3 separate regions of the Mus musculus genome follow, and regions 1 and 2 are each linked to region 3. The links are chromatin contacts, called in public Hi-C and promoter capture Hi-C maps. All regions are on one chromosome and are shown on one strand. Each heading gives the region's core, a stretch centred on a gene start, on an enhancer-like site or on the middle of the called end of the contact. The rest is flanking DNA. Distances are from core to core; before and after follow the strand shown.

The links. Promoter capture Hi-C pulls out the DNA fragments that hold promoters and counts their contacts. Hi-C and Micro-C count contacts between places; a contact is called where the count stands out from the background.
Region 1: a contact with region 3 is called in a Hi-C map of cortical neurons, with 3 times the contacts expected there. The contact joins the promoter of Zfp213 here to the promoter of Zfp758 in region 3. A contact is called at or near these places in 6 of 39 promoter capture datasets (the HPC-7 cell line, cranial neural crest, frontonasal cranial neural crest and 3 more), 11 of 484 Hi-C or Micro-C datasets (the G1E-ER4 cell line, cardiomyocytes, cerebral cortex and 6 more) and 8 of 115 datasets of contacts at active chromatin or transcription factors (the NIH/3T3 cell line, the SCID.adh cell line, cardiomyocytes and 4 more).
Region 2: a contact with region 3 is called in a promoter capture Hi-C map of pre-B cells, with 8 times the contacts expected there. The contact joins the promoter of Pkmyt1 here to the promoter of Zfp758 in region 3. A contact is called at or near these places in 8 of 39 promoter capture datasets (the 3T3-L1 cell line, 3T3-L1-derived adipocytes, cranial neural crest and 5 more) and 1 of 115 datasets of contacts at active chromatin or transcription factors (pro-B cells).

The regions. Positions count from the first base shown.
Region 1 is chr17:23,562,584-23,565,969 of GRCm38.p6, forward strand. It overlaps Zfp213 (zinc finger protein 213), which reads right to left and starts at 1,643. Exons shown (of 6, transcript NM_001033496.3): 1 at 1,386-1,643. It overlaps 6330415G19Rik (RIKEN cDNA 6330415G19 gene), which reads left to right. Exons shown (of 2, transcript NR_126484.1): 2 at 1,187-2,711.
Region 2 is chr17:23,724,546-23,727,730 of GRCm38.p6, forward strand. Pkmyt1 (protein kinase, membrane associated tyrosine/threonine 1) reads left to right here and starts at 1,791. Exons shown (of 8, transcript NM_023058.3): 1 at 1,791-2,096. It overlaps 1520401A03Rik (elastin), which reads right to left and starts at 1,906. Exons shown (of 41, transcript XM_017317755.2): 1 at 1,594-1,906.
Region 3 is chr17:22,359,767-22,362,850 of GRCm38.p6, forward strand. It overlaps Zfp758 (zinc finger protein 758), which reads left to right and starts at 1,687. Exons shown (of 3, transcript NM_001347330.1): 1 at 1,687-1,941. The coding sequence starts at 1,816. Zfp944 (zinc finger protein 944) reads right to left here and starts at 1,634. Exons shown (of 6, transcript NM_176962.4): 1 at 1,402-1,634.

The sequences.
Region 1 (3,386 bases), core at 393-2,892, 1.2 Mb after region 3:
GAGGTCTTAAAATTTCAATTCCTAACAACCACATGAAGGCTCACAACCATCTGTACAGCTACAGTGTACTCACATACATGAAATAAATAAATAAATAAATAAATAATTTTAAAAAAACACTCACACACATAGAATAAAATAACTCTACAGAAACCACTTTAAATCACTGAGCTGTTCTAGTTTTGTTTTTCAAGACAAGGTTTCTCTGTGTAGCAAGGAACTCACTTGTAGACCAGGCTGGCCCCAAACTCAGAAATGCTCTTGCCTCTGCCTCCCAACTGCTGGGGGGGCCCATGCCACCACTTGAGCTATTTTTAAGTATGTTTTTAAGTAGACATACTTCAGTTGTAAAATTTCACTGGGCACAGCAGCGCATGCATAGTGGTACATGTCTAATCCAAGAACTGTAGGGACCAAGGCAGGAGTGGCCAGAGTTAGAATCAGTCTGAGCTATAGAGTAACAATGTCTTTTAAAAATTATAATTATCGTGTTTAATTATAAATGTAGTCTTAAGTCCCTCTACTGATGGGCCATACTGTTATTTTTCTCAAATTTGAAAACTCACAAATTTATGGGGCTGGATAGATGGCTCAGTGGTTAAGAGTATGTCTTTGTCTTGTCAAGGCCCCAGACTCAATTTCCAGCATCCACATAGAGGCTCACAACCATCTGTAATTCCAGTTCTGAGGTATCTGACAGCCTCTGTTGGCCCTTCTTGAACACTACATACATGTGGTACACTTACATACATGAAAGCCAACACTTAAGACATATAAAAATCTTTGTTTTTTGTTTTTTTTTTAATAAAAAGCTTACAAATTCCAGAAACACCTTACTCCAATTAAGGGGCAGATGGGTAGGAGGCCTCATGAACACCATTTATTCACAACTATATATGAATGTATGGCAAGTATTTGTATTTTATGTTGTTATTACTTCACATACTCTCATACGTGTGACTTGAATTTTTCTCTTTTATTTCAACAGTCTAATTAGCATGAACATCATAAATTAAAGAACGGGAGGGAAGTGTTAATATAACAATGTTTCTTTTTGATTCACTGACAATCTGATATATGACGGTGACATATTTTTTTACTGAAAATAGTTATCTCCAGAATCTACAAGCACGGGATGTGTGTTTTACATAAATGAGATCTTATGAGCAAACCATTTTTCACCTAGCAACGTTTCTTCGAAAGTGAACCTATACGCTTCCGTGGCACGGGGTACTTCAGTTTCTCAACCAACCCAAGTGATGCATACGGGCGGTTTCCATTTCTTCTCCACTACCACAAGCACTTCGTTTACGCTTCTCTTCTCGAGCCTTCTGCCTTATCCTCCAGTGACCGAGGAGGTGTCCTCAGGGAGGGCCCGGACTCACCAGGGTCGCTCGGCAGGACGTGGGAAATGGGGACGGTCCCCAGCAGCCTGGTGAGGGTGGCCGGGCTCCGCGTGGCAGACCCGGAGAACCCGGAGGCGCCGGCAGCCCGCGCTGCTCCCAGGAACTTGTCCTCTCCCGCAGGCGCCTCGAGCGCCGAATCCGCAGGATCCGGTCTGCGCAACGCGCCGGTCCCGCCCCCAGGACACACCGCCCAGAGCCGCGCGGGAGCTCGGCGCTTCCCCAGCAGCGCCCGGGGCAGGAAGCTCGCGCGGGGGGCGCTGGGAAACCAGCTGGCGCATGCGCGGGGATAAGCATTTGGCGCTTGTACTATCCAGAATGTCGGAGATGGGCAGCCAATGAACAGGGAGGATTCTCACGACTAAGCCGATCTGACACCCTGGAGCTAGAGATTTGGAAGAAGTCTCATTTTCGCTTTCTGGGTCGCACTATACCTAAGTCGGATGCTTGGGAGGTCTCGGGGCTTCCTGGAAAGTGCAGTCTAATTCGAGCGGAGCCTCCATCATGGTCAGTACCTCCTGCCCTCCTATCAGCAGCTACATCTGTACTGAGCTGAGGAACAGGAGTCCTGATGCCTAGGGACACTGAACAGGAGGCCCACCTCTGCCCGGGCATGTGTTAAGCATTACTGTAGTTTGTTAAAGTCACTATTGGTGTTAATGGTAAATTACCTTTATATTGTAAACATACTTTCCTATAAAATAGACAAAACCAGAACGGGGCAATTTGACTCTGTGTGGCAACTGTCGGACTCTCCCTTGTTTCCCTTGCTGCCTTGAGCAAAAGAACTGTTAGTCAAACAGCCAGCCGGACTGACCTCATGCCAGCACCAGCTATCTGAAACACTCAATGGACACCTTTCGAGAACTACACATTGATCAAAGCTGATTGTCCCTGCAGCTTCAGGCAGGGCTGTTTTGAGACAGGCTTCAGTTCTTGCTGCCACAAGCCTCTGGATTCTAGATACCCTGAAACCATGTCCACGTAGACTACAGAGGGTACATTTCCTTCTGTAATTGATTGCTAAAAGGCAAGGTTGTAGTTGTCTAAACCCTGCTTCGCAGGATGCCTCCTGAATGCACATCAGGCTGCGAGATTCTTGTACTGTACTGTCTTTCCTGATGTTGCTGTATCAGACCAGGTGATACAGTGGAGTAGTGAAGGCTGTATTTCACGTCATGCACCCCAGATCTACTTATCTCTCTGGCCTCATATCCTTCCTTGCCTTTGCAACCTCCCCACCCCTGAAATAAAACACACAATCAACAAAGAAAGAAAACATCTCACTGCCGTGGAAGCTGTAGTATATCACAGTGTCCTGTGTTTTTTTTCTTTTAAAAACTTTTTATGATATAAGTATTTCACCTGCATGTGTGCATATGTACAGCATTCATCCCTGGTGCCTCTGGAGGTCAGAAGAGGGCATTAGATCCCCTCGAGTTACAGAGGGTTGTGACATCACCATGTAGGTGATGGAAGACAAACTCTGGTTGTCTTTTGTGTAAGCCTAAAGTACATGTGTGGGGGGTAATAAGTATGCATACATATTCAAGTTGCATATCCTCCTATCCCACGCCGATATCTGGTTACTTATGACTAAAGGAGGCTCTGTAACTAATGCAAACCACTCTTGTCAAGCTGTCACAGGAACTTCACCTCGGTTGGGTGAAACTCCTATCTCTGGCTCTTTTCAGGCTATGAGCGACCTCTCCTCATCCCACCTTTTGGGCTCATGTATGGATGTCTGGTCCCAACTTCTGGTCTTCTACCTAAATGCTCTCCCCTACCAGACCATCTACTCACCCCATTACTTTGCCACCTCCACTCCTATGAAACTTTGCTGACTACCATCTACCACAGCCACACACTGTCCACTGCCTGTCAACTTTGGAGATCAAGTTCTTCTATCCCCTCCAGACCATCAGTCCTCACCCCTCTCTCCTAAATGGCAGGGCCCTTTCAAGGTAATTCTCATGGCCCCTA
Region 2 (3,185 bases), core at 541-3,040, 1.4 Mb after region 3:
TTCATTTTACACATGTGGAGACTGGCAGAGCAACACTACAGCCTTTAGTTCCCTCACAGGATGTCTGTCCACTTACCTGTAACTGCTGTTAATCTATATTTACTAGGTGTCTAGTGCAGCCTTCTCTGCAGAGTGAGATGTTTTCTGATGTATGCCACTGAAATAAAATGCTTTTATTTCTCCCTGTAGCGCTGGGGATTGAACCAAGGGCTTCACACCTGCTAGCTGACAGCCTAGCCTTTCTACTTCTTCCCTAGTTTCTTTATGAGACAGGGTTCAAATTGATAAAACTGTGCCGGGTTTTGAGACAAAGTCTCACTATGTAGCCCAGGCTGGCCTAGAACTTCTGATATATATCAGGGTGGCCTCAAACTCAGAGATTACCCCTGCCTCAGCCTCCCCAGGTCTTCAGTGTTGGGATTACAGAGCTATACACCACTTTACCCAACTTTTACTTAGTGGTTTATCTGAGGACAGGCATCTTGTTTCGTTTTTTTGTTTTGTTTTGTTTTAATTGAGTTTTCTTTTTCTTTCTTTCTTTTTTTAAGATTTTATTTATTTTATGTATGTGAGTACACTGTAGTTGTCTTCAGGCACACCAGAAGAAGGCATTACAGATGGCTGTGAGCCACCATGTGGTTTCTGGGAATTGAATTCAGGACCTCTGGAAGAACAGTCAGTGCTCTTAACCACTGAGCCATCTCTCCAGCCCCAGGAATATTGTTATAGTACCCACTGGCCTCCAATTCCTAGGCTCATGTGACCTTTCTGCCTCAGCCGCCTCTGTGCTTGGGGTATAGACATGTACCAGTGCAGTTTTTTGTTTGTTTGTTTGTTTTGTTTTGTTTTGTTTTTTGTTACTGTGTGTGTGTTAGTGTGTTTTAATCATTATGAATTAGACTTTGAGGAATAAATGGTTGGAAGAAGGGGAGGCCTGTCCAGAAAACGGAGCTGGCAGAAAATAGCTCTAAATAGTTGGAGAGGGACCTGTCTAGGGTTCTCAACAAGGACTAGACCAAGTCACAACTGTTCTGGCTCTCAAAGTCACTAAAGCAAAGGGAAGGGCTTGGAGGTGGGCGGTACCCCAGCTCTTGATCTCAGGCTTAAGTAGGGCCTGGCCTTCCTTCCCACTGTTGTTCCAAGAGATTGCAGGAGCATTTTAGAGAGATTGGCTATAAAGCATGATTTTTCACTTCTAGTTGAAATCAATAAAGGTCCCTTTCTCCATGAAGCAAGCTCCACCCCACTTTGTTCTGTGCAGACCTTCTTTAAAGAAATTGTCCTAGGTTCCTCGGCTCCACGTTTAGAAGAAAAGTGACAACCCATCATGTACCAGAGGTTGTGAGGCCAGGAAGTGACTGAGAGGAGTCAGTTGAGCACAAGGTTCTGAGCTAAAGGATGTAAGAATCGGCCTCAGACAGCCTATTTACAAGGAGACTCCACCGTCTTAGAACAGGCGCTACCAATCGCTATCCTGGGATGATGAAGACCGGTGTCTGAATATGCATAAGATTATAAGTAGTGGGACATTCGCTTGTGCTGTCCCCAGTGGCAACTCCTTGAGGAGATGCCACTTGGCTGCAGGGCCCTTACCTGCCCCTTTTATGGACACGAATATTAAGGCAGCCAATAGAGAGCAGCTGGTGTGGGGACCATAGTGTGAAGGCCGACAAATACCGACAGAGAGGGGCCAAGGATCGTTCCCGCCGCAATAGGCCTCGAAGAGTTGCGTCTGCGCAGTGAGAGCGCTCCGGCAAACTTCGGAGGCGGGGAGACCTCGGTGCGCACGCAAGACGCGAGGCGGGGCCAATGCCCCGGGCGCTAGACCCGCTGCACCAGGCGGGGGCGGGACCACGGGCGAGCCTGGGCGGGGCCTCGAGGCCGGTTTGGAATTTTTGGCGCGAGCTGGCTCCGCGCGCGTTCACGGGCGGTTCCCCTTCTTGGAGGGTGCTTCGTCCCGGTGTCCAGAGGCCCCGCTGCCCGACCCCGGCCTGCCTGGCCTCTGTGAGGTCCCCAGCGGCCCCCGCCGACCCGGAACCTGGGACCTCGCTGCTGCGCCACGCTGCGCCACGCTGCGCCACGCCCAGCCTCCCCAGGTGAGCCCACACCCGGGTGAGATCTCCCGGTTGCGCCGCTCTTCCGCCGGCGCCCTGGCCCGCGCTCCTGCCGCGCTGCGCCCCGCGACTGCCCTCCGGCCTCTTCTCAGTATCCGGTCACCCCCCCACCCCCCTGCAGCAGCCCCACCCCTCCGTGTCTGTCACGGGCCGGACTAGCCCTCGGATGACTCCAGGTCAGCGCTGTCGCCCACGCCCCGCCTACTCCCGCGGGTCCCCTGTCCCTTCCCATTGGGCGCTCCTTTTCCAGCACTGCCTCTCTTTCTCCCGCGGCTCTCTGGGAAGAGCCCCTCCACCCCCGGGTGACAGCCTGTTTACGCAATGGTTTGTCAGAGTTCCCCCTCGCCTACCGAACGGATTCAGCAGTGGCCCTGCACGGGAGAAACTCACAGTCTAACGCTAGATGGTGGTCAACAGATGGGTACAGCTCAGTAAGAGGGTGAGGTCCCTGGAAACCCAGTGGCTCAGGGACACTCTGTACTCAGCCGGGACTCCACTACCAACCCTTCTCACCCCATAAAAGCTGTTTGACCAGGCCAGAGGTATTAGAATGTAAATGACCAGTGATGTTGAAATGAAAATGGCATTGAGAGGGAATGGTCTCTCTGGCTGAAACAGAAGGTGATGGACTCCCAGGTGCTAGGCATGGAGACTGTATTCCTTCTTCCTTTAAAAAAAAAAAGTTTTTACTCTTTTTAATGCATGTGTATTTTTGTCTGTTTGTGCCTAGTGCCCACATAGGTCAGAAAAGGGTGTCAGATCCCTTTGGAATTGGAGTTACAGACGCTTGTGTGTCAGGGAATCAAACCTGGTCCTTTGGAAGGGCAGCAAGTACTCTTACCTCCCCCACCCACGTCCCCTTCAAGACTGTAGGTTTAATTAACAAGCATGATCGTGGATCCTTACAGAAGACCTGGGATGGGATTTGTTTTTTTTTTTCTTAGGGTGGGCATCAAATGCAGGACGCTGATGGTGCCAGGCATGTACTCTATCACTAAGCTAAAGGCCACCTCTGGGATGGGATTCTTGAAGTAAATAGATCCATAACAAGAGGGCCTTCCAGCAAGCCTC
Region 3 (3,084 bases), core at 437-2,936:
GGAGGAGGAGTGTTGTGGGAAATATTAAAAAACAAACTGGCATGTTTCGGCACTTGTGTCTCTGCCCAGGTGGCCTGGCCTGCCATGCACTGGCGTGCAATGGTCAACCTGTTTTTAGCTCTTGGAGACTCTGATTCCAAGCTCCACAATCTTGCAACCCAGCTCTCTAGGTTCCCACTGGCAGGTTGTTACCACAGCAACCCTGTGCTTTAAGTCCCCCACATCGTTTGTGGTACACATCTGGCAAACCCTCGCTTTGCTGCTGTACCTTTCTTTCTTGAACCCATGCAAGCCACTATGTGAAGGATAATGCAACACAAACTTAATTCAGAAACAATAGTAACTCAATCTCTGGGCACAACCCTGAAAACCTAATCTTGTAAGCCTTGTACTCTTATTCTTCTAGTGGTTGATCCTTGTGGATCTGCCATGATACTGGGACACTCAAGCAGCTACATCTTACCCATATGCTGTCTTGGTTCCAAAAGGACCCGACTCTCTCTTGTTTACTCTCTTCCTATGTCCAACCTGAAAGTCCCATGTACTCACCCAGTGATTGGCTCCTATATTCATTAGGGGACTGGTTCACAAGAACAGGCCCATCCACAGTAGAGGAGGAAGAGGAAGAAGAAGAGGAGGAAGAGAGATAGAGACCAAAACGTTTGGATTATATAGGGAGGCACCTCTAGTGGAAGGGCAACCAGGACCCTGGGCTGAAAAGTTAGGATTGAGGGCAGGGCCTCTCAGGTTGGTAGAACCCTGAGGTCAGGTCTGCTTTGATATTTAAAATATGCACCTCAGTCCATTGTCCTGGCATCCAAAACCAAACAGTATCAAAGGAGACAACTTTGGCTAGGTGCTTTCTTGGCTCCCGCTTCTTCTCTTGCCCCCTATTCTCTCTTCCCTTCTCTTCCTTTGTCCAACTCCACCTCTCTCTTTCCAATCACATCCTGGTTAAGTCTGGACCCTTACTTTCTGAGTCAGTCAAGTCTGCCCTGGTTCCTCTTTTTACTTCTACCTACAAAGCCCTCTGAGGATGCCTATTTCCCAGGCCATAAGCCACTCTCTCCTGAGTAGGCAAATGATGGGTCAAGGGAGTTAAGAAATCTAAGTTCGAGAAGCTTTGTAACTGCTGTTACAAAGAGAACCCCGTGTGCAAACTACAGTACTGCAAATGTTCTACGACACTATTTTCGGAAATCATTCTGGTAACCATAAGATAAATGAAAACAAACAAACAAACAAACAAAGCACGATACACCCAGTTCATAGGATCTCAAACCTCCTGACAATGATAAAAATCCACAGCATAATTGTGAGCGCGGCGTCCTTAAGAGCAACTGCAGAAAACAAGCCCCTGCTCCGCTCCAGCCCATTTCCCAGCCCCGCAGCTCCTCTGACCTGGAAGGTTCCAGGGCCGCCGGGCTGCGGTGCCCCCGGCTGCGCGGCTGATGGCTGACTCTCCCAGGTCAGCACAGGAAACCGCATCTGAGGAGAGTTACGGCCTTCGAAAAGAACCAGGCCAGGGTAAGTCGCCCGCAGTGGGAGTAGAGACAACTTGGCTCCAACAGGTACCTAAGGGGACGCGGTTCCCAGTCTCTGGCCACGATCTTTGGAGCGGCTCCCCTAGCCCCGCCCAGGACACCACGGTTCCGGTCACGTGACAGCGCTAACGCCTTCAGGCCCGCCGCTTTCACTTCCTTAATTACGTTGGTAGAGTCCGTCCAGCTGCGTTCTCTTCTAGGTCGCCAGCTCCAAATGTCCAGGCCAGAATGACGTGAAAAGCCACCACTCCCCTTGCTACCTGTGTAATCCATGTGTACTCGAACTGAGCGCTGGTTTTTCGGCCCCAGTTTCCTTCGGAAACCGGAAAGCTCCTCAGACTCTGTTTTGTGGCTGCGGACCTGGGAGAGTCAGCAGCGCAGCCCTGGAAGGTCCCAGGTCAGAGGCGCTGCGGGGCTGGGAAACGGGAGGGAGCGGAGCGGGGAGGTGGGGGGGGGGGGGGGGCTTCCGCAGCTGTTTTTATGGACGCCGCTCTCACAGTTCTGATGTGGATCTCTTACAGTTGTCAGGAAGTTGAGATCTTATGAACAGTTGGTCTATCATGGTTTTTTTTCATTTATCCTCCAGTTAACAGAATATTCAGTCGTAAAATAACTCATTAAAAATGATAGACCAGTTGTATTATCTGCTGTTTGCTATTGTGTCAATCACAAAGCTTACGGAATGTAAATTTATTCATATTTTCTAACTCCTGTGTTTTACTAATTGCTTATTCAAGAGGATACGTTTTACCCTGCTATGTAGAACTTTGTGTATATAGTAATCATATGAAGAACCAGTGCACACTTTTTTGAACGAGAAAATATACTTTGTGTTATGCTACGGCTATGATTGTAAACATTACTATTTACTAAGCATACTTTTTATTGCCCATGAATTATTCGTCTGAGTTGTATGCAGTTTAGGATGTAAGTAAAGCATTCAGAAATGCGTCTTCATATGCTGATTTATTTTTTAAATTGCCTAATTTTTACTAGATATTTTCTTTATGTATATTTCACATGTTATCCCTTTTCCTGGTTTCTCCTCCGAATACACCGCCTCACCCCCTGCTCCCCAACCCACCCACTCCCACTTCCTGGCCCTGGCATTCCCCTACACAGGGGCATAGAACCTTCATAGGACCAAGGGCCTCATCTCCCATTGATGACCAACTAGGCCATCCTCTGCTACATATGCAGCTGGAACCTTGAGTCTCACCATGTGTATGTTCTCTTTGGTTGGTGGTTTAGTCTCTGGGAGCTCTCGGGATACTGGTTAGTTCATATTGTTTCTCCTATGGGGCTGCAAGCTCTTTCAGCTCCTTGGGTCCTTTCGGTAGCTCCTCCATTGGGGACCCTGTGCTCAGTCCAGGGGTTGACTTCGAGGATCTACCTGTATATTTGTCAGGCACTGGCACAGCCTCTCAGGAGACAGCTCTAACAGGCTTCTGTCAGCAAGCACTTGATGGCATCCACAATAGTGTCTACGTTTGATGACTGTATATGGGATGGATCCCCAGGTGGGACAGTCTCTGGATGG